Linked DNA regions of Gossypium hirsutum: region 2 is linked to region 1. Evidence: chromatin contacts called from public Hi-C data. All regions are on one chromosome and are shown on one strand. Each heading gives the region's core, a stretch centred on a gene start, on an enhancer-like site or on the middle of the called end of the contact. The rest is flanking DNA. Distances are from core to core; before and after follow the strand shown. Region 1 holds the start of LOC107949747 (cilia- and flagella-associated protein 20). Region 2 holds the start of LOC107949739 (G patch domain-containing protein TGH).

The links. A called contact is a pair of places that touch in the nucleus more often than the background predicts.
Region 2: a contact with region 1 is called in a Hi-C map of leaf, with 1.8 times the contacts expected there. The contact joins the promoter of LOC107949739 here to the promoter of LOC107949747 in region 1. A contact is called at or near these places in 4 of 34 Hi-C or Micro-C datasets (callus and leaf).

Annotation. Positions count from the first base shown.
Region 1 is chrD03:40,437,695-40,442,927 of Gossypium_hirsutum_v2.1, forward strand. It overlaps LOC107949747 (cilia- and flagella-associated protein 20), which reads right to left and starts at 2,711. Exons shown (of 6, transcript XR_005911358.1): 1 at 2,559-2,711; 2 at 2,422-2,453; 3 at 2,058-2,299; 4 at 276-512; 5 at 77-175.
Region 2 is chrD03:40,756,264-40,760,937 of Gossypium_hirsutum_v2.1, forward strand. LOC107949739 (G patch domain-containing protein TGH) reads right to left here and starts at 3,015. Exons shown (of 16, transcript XM_016884494.2): 1 at 2,658-3,015; 2 at 1,919-2,009; 3 at 1,730-1,824; 4 at 615-715. The coding sequence starts at 2,792.

The DNA of each region.
Region 1 (5,233 bases), core at 1,461-3,960:
AGTGCAAAGCCAAGCAGTTCTTCAATGTAAAATCAGCTAATGGCTAATCTAATACTATTATAGCAACCGTACATACATGATTAAACTGCTGAATGGCAACACATTTTGAGACCATGAAGCACAGACAAGTTGGAAATTATGGCTTCAGATGTTCCAAATGATGTTTTCATGCTTTCTGCAAATACAAGAAAGGAATAGTCATTAGTACTAAAGTTTCCGATAACAAGCAAATGAGCCTAAACTTTGAAGTCGACAAAATGACATGTTATTCTTACCTGCATTGGAAGGTATAGTTTGAATTCTGGTGGGAGTTCCTCTTCGGAGTACAAGCGATCAGAGAAATATATCCTCCTTAGGCGGCAATTTGCATGTACCTGAACACGTAGAGTCTCGACATAGTTCGTGCCATAGGCCCTTCGAGTATAATCAGCCAGATTCAACTGAATTTGATTCCAACCCTCATCCAATCTCAGTGGCATGGTGCATATATATGGCTTTACTCGAGTGACAGCCTGGAAATTCAAATAAAATTTGAGACACCAGGTAATTAGCAATAACAGTCTATAATACTTGTATTTTAGTGCATATCCATAGAAACCACGTAACTAAGGATTGGGTGTGCATGTCAGGTTTCAGGCATATTTTTGTTTTTGTATGTATATATATGTATAATATAAGCTTCAAAATATATAATTATAACAGCAAACTCTAGACAATAGTCCATTTTATCAACAAAGTAGCTCAAGTGGTACCATCTACTCAGGGGTTCAAACCCCACCAAGGGTGAGATGCTAACGCCCCCTTGGTGGGTGACTATACGCCCACATATGGTAAAGGCGCTACTGGCTCTGTGAACCAAGCCCTTAGGGCAGCTTCTCACGACATGCTGGCTCTCAGCAGAGTACGGCAGACAAAAACCCCAAGGGACAATACCTTCAATTGTTGGGGGACCAGTTGACTGTCTGATAGACGACACTTCGAAGACTTCTTCGGAAGAAGTCGAACCCCCCCTCCCCCCAAAATGCAATTTTTTGTAGGTAAATATGCCTAATTTCCTTACAATCCCATGTCTATTGTTGAATACTCAATTATTAAGAAGCAGAGAGTTCGATACAATCTACTTTCTTCCTTAAAGCTGCCTAGGTGTACAAAGTGTGTGCCTAATCAAATCTGCCTCACCAGAAATGGCTTAAGGTGCTTTTGTTGTCTGGCATCATCAACCAAATATCTATTTAGTTATCTGGGAATCTACACTCTACGGAAGAAAAAAAAAAAAAACAGCCTTGTTTTGGTAAGTGCAATAGTGTCCATCCATGACCCATCCATCCTTCACTACCATCGGAGATTCCCCCAAGATGAACAAAAAGGTATGTAATTTCCAACTCGAAAACTAGTAAAAGGGCACACAACACATCGACAGTATATTAACATGACTCTTTTTTCACCTCGACAACTTCTATACCTGTCCAAATGATAGAAAGAGGGCACATTATGATGGCTTCCAACCAGACTCTTTGTTCGTTACCATATATTTCCTGACCAAATTCATATTGATGGAAAGTGGCCACATTTCAATTTCATATAATTCATACAAAGTATGACAACAGTGGTGACGACCTAAACATGAAAATTCTCCAATCCATAGGCATATCAACAGAAAGAGAGCACTTCGGACCCAACTCTCTATTGACCACCTTTATCGATTTCCTAATGCATAGCTAACAATAAGAGAACATATATTGATATCTTATAATCGATAAAACCAGGAAAATATCAATAGAATGACAACATAATCTATACTTCCCCATCAAATTAGACTCAATAAACCGCAATCTAAATCGTGGCATATAACTATCACTAGATAAATCTCAATAATGCAACCTACTAAACCATGGGTGAGTCTTAAAATTCATGGATTTAAACCACTAAAGTATGACCACATCAACTAATAGTGTTGCAACATATAGCATCTTTTCTAATTCAACTATCTAAATACAATCAAAATTATATAATCTAAAAATATTTGTAGTATTAGAAAAATTAACAGACTTACATACTTGAAAGTTAGAAGCACGAAAACGACGCCGGACGTTCTTATCATCGAGAACTTGGATCTCAAAAGAGAAATATTTCTTCAAGTTTTTAACAATCATAACCAAGAACGGAAGCTTAATACCCAGCGTTGCAGCAGGGTCAGCTGGGCAAGTGATAAAAGTTGATTGAATATTTGATCCAATTATTTCCAGCACATTCGATTGAATGTCATCATCATGGGGTCGTTTAACATGCCCATTTTCAACTGTAAATCAATCCCAACAAGTTGAATATGTAAAATTACCAAACAAAATCATCTAAAAAAAAACATGCAATTTAATGGTGACAAAAAAAAAAGAGGCTCCGTTTATATATGATTATACTTACCTTCTTTATCCCAGATTTGCAGAGGTTTGCTCCTGTAAAAAAGCCAAAAAAATGTAATGAAAAGAACAAATAAAAATACCCAAAAAGAGAAAATTGAGTATATCGTAAAAAGAAACTGAAAGAATATAAAAAAATACCCTAGGCTGTATAAGATTGAGAGAAACCCAGATTGAAAGGTATTTTTAAACATGTTCAAAATCAAGGGTTATTAGAGAACTAGGGATTGTTTCTCTTGGGAAAATTCGACAAAACGGTTCTACAGAGAGCTTACCATCGGCTCACCTTTGGAATCAGCTTTTAAAACCGGTTAATCCGGTAAAAGAATAATGAAAGGGAAATTCTAATTTTTGTACCTGAATTTTACTTCAATTTTGCAAAATGGTACTTCACAATTTTTTAATCCAAATTGTTACCGAATTAGGCTTCCACCGCATATATTTAGGATTGATTTTGTAACACCATTAAAATAAGATCACCTTGTTACACGTGGTATAGACATTAGCTAATCAACTATCATGTCAACAGCAAAAAATATTAAAAAATATTAAAATATTTTTTCATAAAAATTGAAAAAATATTTACAAATTTAGAAAATTTAAAGATTAAAAAAAAATTCGAAACATATATAATTCAAAAAATTAATTTTTTGAAAAATATCTAAATGTTTATAAAATTATTGTGTTTTTATAAAATTTTAATAGTTATTGAAATTTTAATAATTTTTTGAAATTATATATATTGCAAATTTGGAACTTTCTAAACTATTAATATTTTCCCTTTTTATGAATTTTTTTAGTTTTATATTTTTTCTTGGTTTTTTTGTGATTTTATATAGTTTTTCAACTCTTTAAATTATATATATTTTAGTTTTTTTTTGTAATTTTATAAAATTTAAATTATTTGTCTCTTTTTTTTAAAGATTTTTTTCACTAAGGAGAATGTTTGGGAGAAAAGGATTCATTATCACTTTATTACTTGTTGCGGTTGTATACACTTGTACATTTCCATTGTTCCAAGGTGTTGCTGTGGGAACGCGCATGGCAGTAGAAGCCTGACTTTGTTGAGTTGTCGAGGCAGTATCAATACCCCGAAGCTTGACAAAAGTTGCCCTTGTTAGTCCACCCTTATTAGGGGTAATATCCTCAGCATCAGTAAGAGGAACATTAGCAGTCTTGCATAATGTAGTAATGAGGGAAGGAAAATTTAAACTTCCAGCATCCTTCTTAACACAATGATGGACTTCTTGAAAAATAATCCTTCCCACATTAATCGTTCTTCCTTTAATAATAGAATGCAACAACAATATCCTTTCATTGGAAACAGTGGTATTGTGCGTGGATGGCATAAGTCGACTTTTCAAGAAATGATACCACACTTTCCCAATCGATTTCAGTGAAGCCTTTTCAACAGTGTAGCATTCCTGACTAGAGACAATCCATTGTGTGCCCTCGACACATAAATCCTTCAAAACTTGTGTCAAACCCTCATTTGTGATGTTATCCACAAACTCGGTATGTTCATCTTGTACCTTTCTATGGCCAAACTGGGCATTTATATGGTCCTCATCAAATGGTACAGAAGTGCCTCACACATAGATGAAAGGAGAATCAAATGAGTTCATATGGGCATCGAACTCCCTAACTACTCTGCCTAAAATATCATCCGGGTGCAAACAGAAAATGCTCTACCCATGCTGCTCTACTATCGACAATATAGACTCGTCATACCCCATATAGGGTTCGTCCTTAAATAAGAATCCTTACTCAAAACAAAAAGGGACGTTTTAAAATATTATTTGAGTACATCGTAGCCACAACAGAGTTGATGAATGTCTTTGGTTGAGATACGCCAATGTGCGATGATTCCGCGGTTTTAGAAGCATTATTGACTAGAGCCATTAAGAAAGAATAAAGAAAATGGAGTAGAGGTTGAAGATAAAGAAATCATAAAGGTGAGAAAGCCTTATGAGATACATAAAATGTGAATAGTTAGGGAGAGAGAAATAAGGGGGTTAATGATAACAATTTCAGGGAGGATGAAACGTGTTAGGGAAGTTTATGACATGGCGAGAAGAAAAGAAAGAAATAAAATCTTGGGAGGGAAAGATAAAATGACCTAGCCCTACAATATAGGCTTACTTCATAAGGCTCCCAAAAAAATATTAGGTTAAACTGCTCAAGGATCCTCTCCTTTGGACTTTTCTACTTGGTCAACCTTTGATAATTTAACACCTCACCACCCAGTTTGGTATGGCATAGTACTCCTATGTAATGCTACGACAATCGTCCTCCTAGTCCACACTAATAAGATTGGTCTTTTATCCTGCCTTTGAAAAGCTGCACTAATGTATAAAAATCATAAATGAAACAACATGAAATAAAAATTTAGTACATAACTAACGAACAAAAATAACTAAAAAATAAAATAAAAAATTAATTTAAAGTAAGGCAAATAAATAGATTAAAATAAAAAATTTCTAACTCAAGCATCTTGAAAGTCGATGCTTTGTTTGTCACATTCCACATGAGCACCCTAGTAGTACTTTAAGTGTTGTCCATTAACTTTGAATGCAACACCCATTTTCATGTCTTTGTAACAGCTCCGTGTGAGAATACTTGAACTACTTCAAAAGGACCTGACCAGCAAGATTTCAATTTACTAGGAAACAATTTGAGTTTAGAATTAAATAGTAATACCTGTTGTCCTGGTTCAAATTGCCTTGGCATAATTCTGTTATCATACCATCGCTTAGTCTTCTCCTTATATAGTTTAGCATTTTCATATGCTTGTGCCTGAAACTCGTCCATTTCAT
Region 2 (4,674 bases), core at 1,765-4,264, 320 kb after region 1:
CACAGAACTAACTAAGAATCCATTATATAAGTGGAAATATCTCCAGGTAGTACAAAAGACACAAAAATCAAACAGTTCACATATGCATGGGTGCACATGTTATGAGGTGCAAATGCATTAGCTGGCACGTCCATAGTGAAAAGAAGAATATTAGATAACAAAGGAAGCAATAATGAGAGAGAAGATGATCATAAGGATGATAGAACAATGATAATAACGATAATGGTAATGAAAAATGCTGTCATCAAGAAATATTGTCGTAATATGGAGACATTGGCCGCCTTAAGTCTGGGATAATAACAGTAACCATATGGAATGTCTCTATATCCTAACAAACGAGTTCAAAAGTCTTCTTCAGCAACACAGGGTGCAAAAATGGACATGTATAGATGTGGGGTTGGGCTCTATAAAAATGAAAAATTAGATTCTTTTATTTCATGCCAAAAAAAAAGGTCACACTTGTGGCAAAAATCAATATTCCCATTGAGAGCACTTAATTTTCAAAAATATGGATTTCTATTAAGAACCACGACTCTGAACAGTCTGCAATTTCAGCTTCATATCTAGTGACAAAATTATTACTGATAAGAAGAATATGCAACCATTTCACAGACCTTTGCTTTTGCTCCTTATCGGCTTGTTTGCGAGCAAACTCAGCAGCTGTAAATCCAAATGTGTCAAACTGTGAAGATGTTCCCAAAGTACCTTCCAATTCCTAAAATAGAAAAGCAGGATATATCATTAAAAATTCTAGCAATTAGAAACAAAATATGAAAACAACTTTAGCAAACCCTTATTTTCTATCTATAGTAAGTCATAGATGAGAGGATGATATGGTAACCAGTTCTTGTTCAAACAGCAATCATGTCTGAAAAGACAAAAGGATATTGAGAGGCACATGTAACAATAATCAGTGAATACATTGAGTAGGTAGTGAAACTACTTTCAAAGACTTCCATATAGGCAAATTCTGTTATGATTCCTGTAGCACAGTTTTGGAATGAAATACGAGCTAAAAAATGATCTCTTCAGCAAACTTCCGTTAATGAATGCAGAGAACAGATATTTTAAAACATAATTTAACTGGAAAGATGCTTAAAATTTAATAAAATATATGGAATTCTTGTATAATAATCATCACTTCTTTCAATATTGCAACAAATGAAAGATTTAAACAGTATTTTAGTATATATTACGGAATACTGATAACCATGAAACCATGTCAGAGCCATGAAAATACATAAACAGATGAAACTTTGAAGGTTCTATACGGCTAATTGTGCATCTAACATCGGGCACATATGAATGATAAAGAAAGCGTGATACTCCAGATATGAAAATATAGGACCAATATCTATGCATATAAATTCTTCACAGTGAAATAACAAATAATCCTAAATAAAGACACAATCATATCTGCTAATGAAAATAATAGGACAAATATTTTTGCATCACTAAACTTCAAACTCATGAAGGTCAAAACTTTATTAGCAGTCACATGACAGAATTAGGAATTTCAGATTTAGAGAAGGCATCAAGATTTTTTTAAAACATCTCTAAACTAGAATACTAGAAGTGCAGGAAACTGAGTTGTAAAATATGAAGGAAATAAACAACTATGAAAAAATGTGATTTCGGCATAGAGCATGTCAAACCTAACAGACACTGCATCATCCTTATCTGCGGTCAAAGAAAATCATAAAAGGTGGGAGAATGAAATAGAACATACTGCTTTCTCATCTTCATCTAAAAAGTTGAAAATGCTCTGCTGTTTGACTTCAGCTCTGCTCTTCCTTGATGATGTAAATGATTGTGGGGCCCAACCTGCAAATATGTTTCACAACCCATAAGGCATGCTAGATGATATCATTACAAGTGAATGGAAGTAATCTAGTTAATATGAATTATAGAGATATACCCTCTTTAGTGCCCACCGTATTGAAGTAACCAGCAGAAAATCCACCTGTAAATGCACCATGGAATCTTCTGCGTCCTTCTTCATCTCTAACCTGGAAAAATGTAGTTCAAAGATGATAGAAAGAAAGTCTTTTGATCATGTATAACAAATAAACACTTACAAGATCACATAATACACCTTATCTATATTATTATATCATGCAAGAGATTGAGCTAGATTGGCAATTCATAAGTTAAAGAATTATTAAACTATGGATGCCATCAAAAAAGAAACCCATCAATGTTCTCTTTTTTTAAAGCAATTCCAAGAAATATTGTTTAGAATCAACTGCAAGTAATGTGAAATCCATCAAAGGCTTCCATTCCTGTTAAGGAACTGATTTATCCTCAAATACTACCTAAAAGCAAACAATTTGCTTTGATCATCACATGAATCCAATTTATACAACCTCCAAATAACAAGTAGCAGTTTTCAAAAAAACACAAAACAAACAACCAAACTTGTTCATATAAAAAATGTAAAAGCAAGTTCCATCCCTATCATCCCCGCTTTCTTCTATTTTCTTTTCTCCTAAATTTCACGGAAACCAAACGACCTCTGAAAGATACGATTTCCAGCTAAAGGGCGGACGAAAAAGAAAAAAAAACAGAACTCAACCTCATATGGGTTCTAGGAAGGTTCAAATATCTCACTTAGAAAATCAGGAAAAAAAAAACAAGAGGATGATGGAAGTATATACCTCTTGCTTCCAGGGAGGGAGGGAGCGGAGGTTACCAGAAGCTTCGGCGGCGGCTTTCTTCCGACGGCTGGTGATCTCCTCTTCCCGCTCTATCGGTGTACCGAAGAACACGTAATCCTCCTCGTCCGAATCCATAATTTTCCTTTCCTAATTGATTGATTAAGTGTTTAAATGAGAGTGAGATTAAAAGAGCTATTGGAAAATGGCTGTTGATTGATTATAAATGGATTTTATTTTATTTGGGGGGAATTGCCGAGTTCTTGAAAGGAAAGCTCTGGTTGCAGTAGGATCCGAAGGCGAAGATTAAAAGCTTGGGTTGGGTTAGTGAAAAACCTGTACCCAGACTTGTGAAAAGGCCGGCCCTTTTTACAATATTTTTTCGATTTTAAAAGCTTTACTTCATTTATTATTAAAAAGGTTAAAATGTGCTATTAATCCCTGTACTTGTATATAATTCGAAATTTGGTCCCTGTAAAGGTTAAAAATTCAATCCTCCTACTTTTCAATTTAAAAATCCTAGTCCAATTATTATCTTCATTGATAGTTTTTGTCAAATTTTTTCAATTTAATATGTTTATTTTCTATTAATCATTTGCAATATTGTAGGAGGACAACACAATCAAAATTTGAAATTAACAAATTTTGACGAAAAATACTCATGAATTTAATAGTTGGACTAATATTTTTAAATAAAAAATTTTAAAGGGCTTAATTTTTTAAACTTTTTAAGTATAGAGAATAAATATCAATTTTCAAAATACAAGTACTAACAGTATATTTTAACCTTATTAAAATATTTTTATATGTTTCGATATAGGTTTTTTTCACTAATTTTACTAATATTTAAAAAGTTGTATTATTTATTATTCTAAGTTTGGGGGAAAACTATTTCTCAAAATATGATTTTTTTTTTTTGGCATACTTCAACACTCCGGGGTGTTGAATTCAATTACAATTTATGTGCCACAAAAGTTCCATCTCCGCTATAGATTTTGCATGATAATTATGAAATAATTAAGATTCCTTTTGAGTTTAGATGTGTGTATATTTTAACCTTAAATATTTAACCTAACTTAACCCTAATACAATAGATGTGTGAATCTCGACATCTAATATAGAGTTTAAGTCCTTCGACTCCCTCAAAACTGATTGCCACATGCCAAATTGGCGTAGCAACCAATCACTGTACTGTTGTTTGACAATGTCGAAACATATAACGTTTATGTAAATCTTACCCAGTGTGTGCCCCTCATCCACTAAGGCCTTAGGTAGCATCGCTTGAATGTCTTTTGCCCAATACGATGTCCACTGAAACTACATTTAATAATTACAAGTTAACAAAATAGTAAAGGATGATAATAGTCAATACCCTAACCATTTATAACAGCTAAATAATTAACCTCGTTAGTTGTATATATATATCAATATAAGACTTTCAATAATATGTGGTGTGATTCAAATTCACCTTAAATATTTAAATATATTTAAAATTTATCAAATATATTATAAAAATGAACCTAGAAATATGTTTTAAACTGATATATGCATGGATGGGGTGAAATTTATTAAAGTCAATTCAATGAAGTTGTCAATTTTCAAGCTCAAAAGATTAATCAACTTGAAAATGAATTTTTGGATGGGATCTAGGCATTTTTGGGTTGAGATGTCTACATATCACTTGAAGAGCTATCTCTTATCTTTGAAAAGCACTTTGAATCACTCAATTTTGAGTTTGGGAGCTTAATTAAGTTATAACCATTTTAGTGAAGACTGCACGAACAGAATTTTTGGATAGGATTATTATGGGAAATTATGAGTTTCGGGCTTTAACTCGAGTTTAAATCATATTGGATTTTATTTTTAGGGTTAATTTTTATTATATATGAACCTAATATTATATTTATTGGGTTTTATTATTTATTTATTCTGAATTTTGGATATATTTTTAAGTATTTTAAGTTATTTAGGAGTTTTATATTTCTTAGTCGACAAGAAAGCTTAGTTTAAATTGCTTATT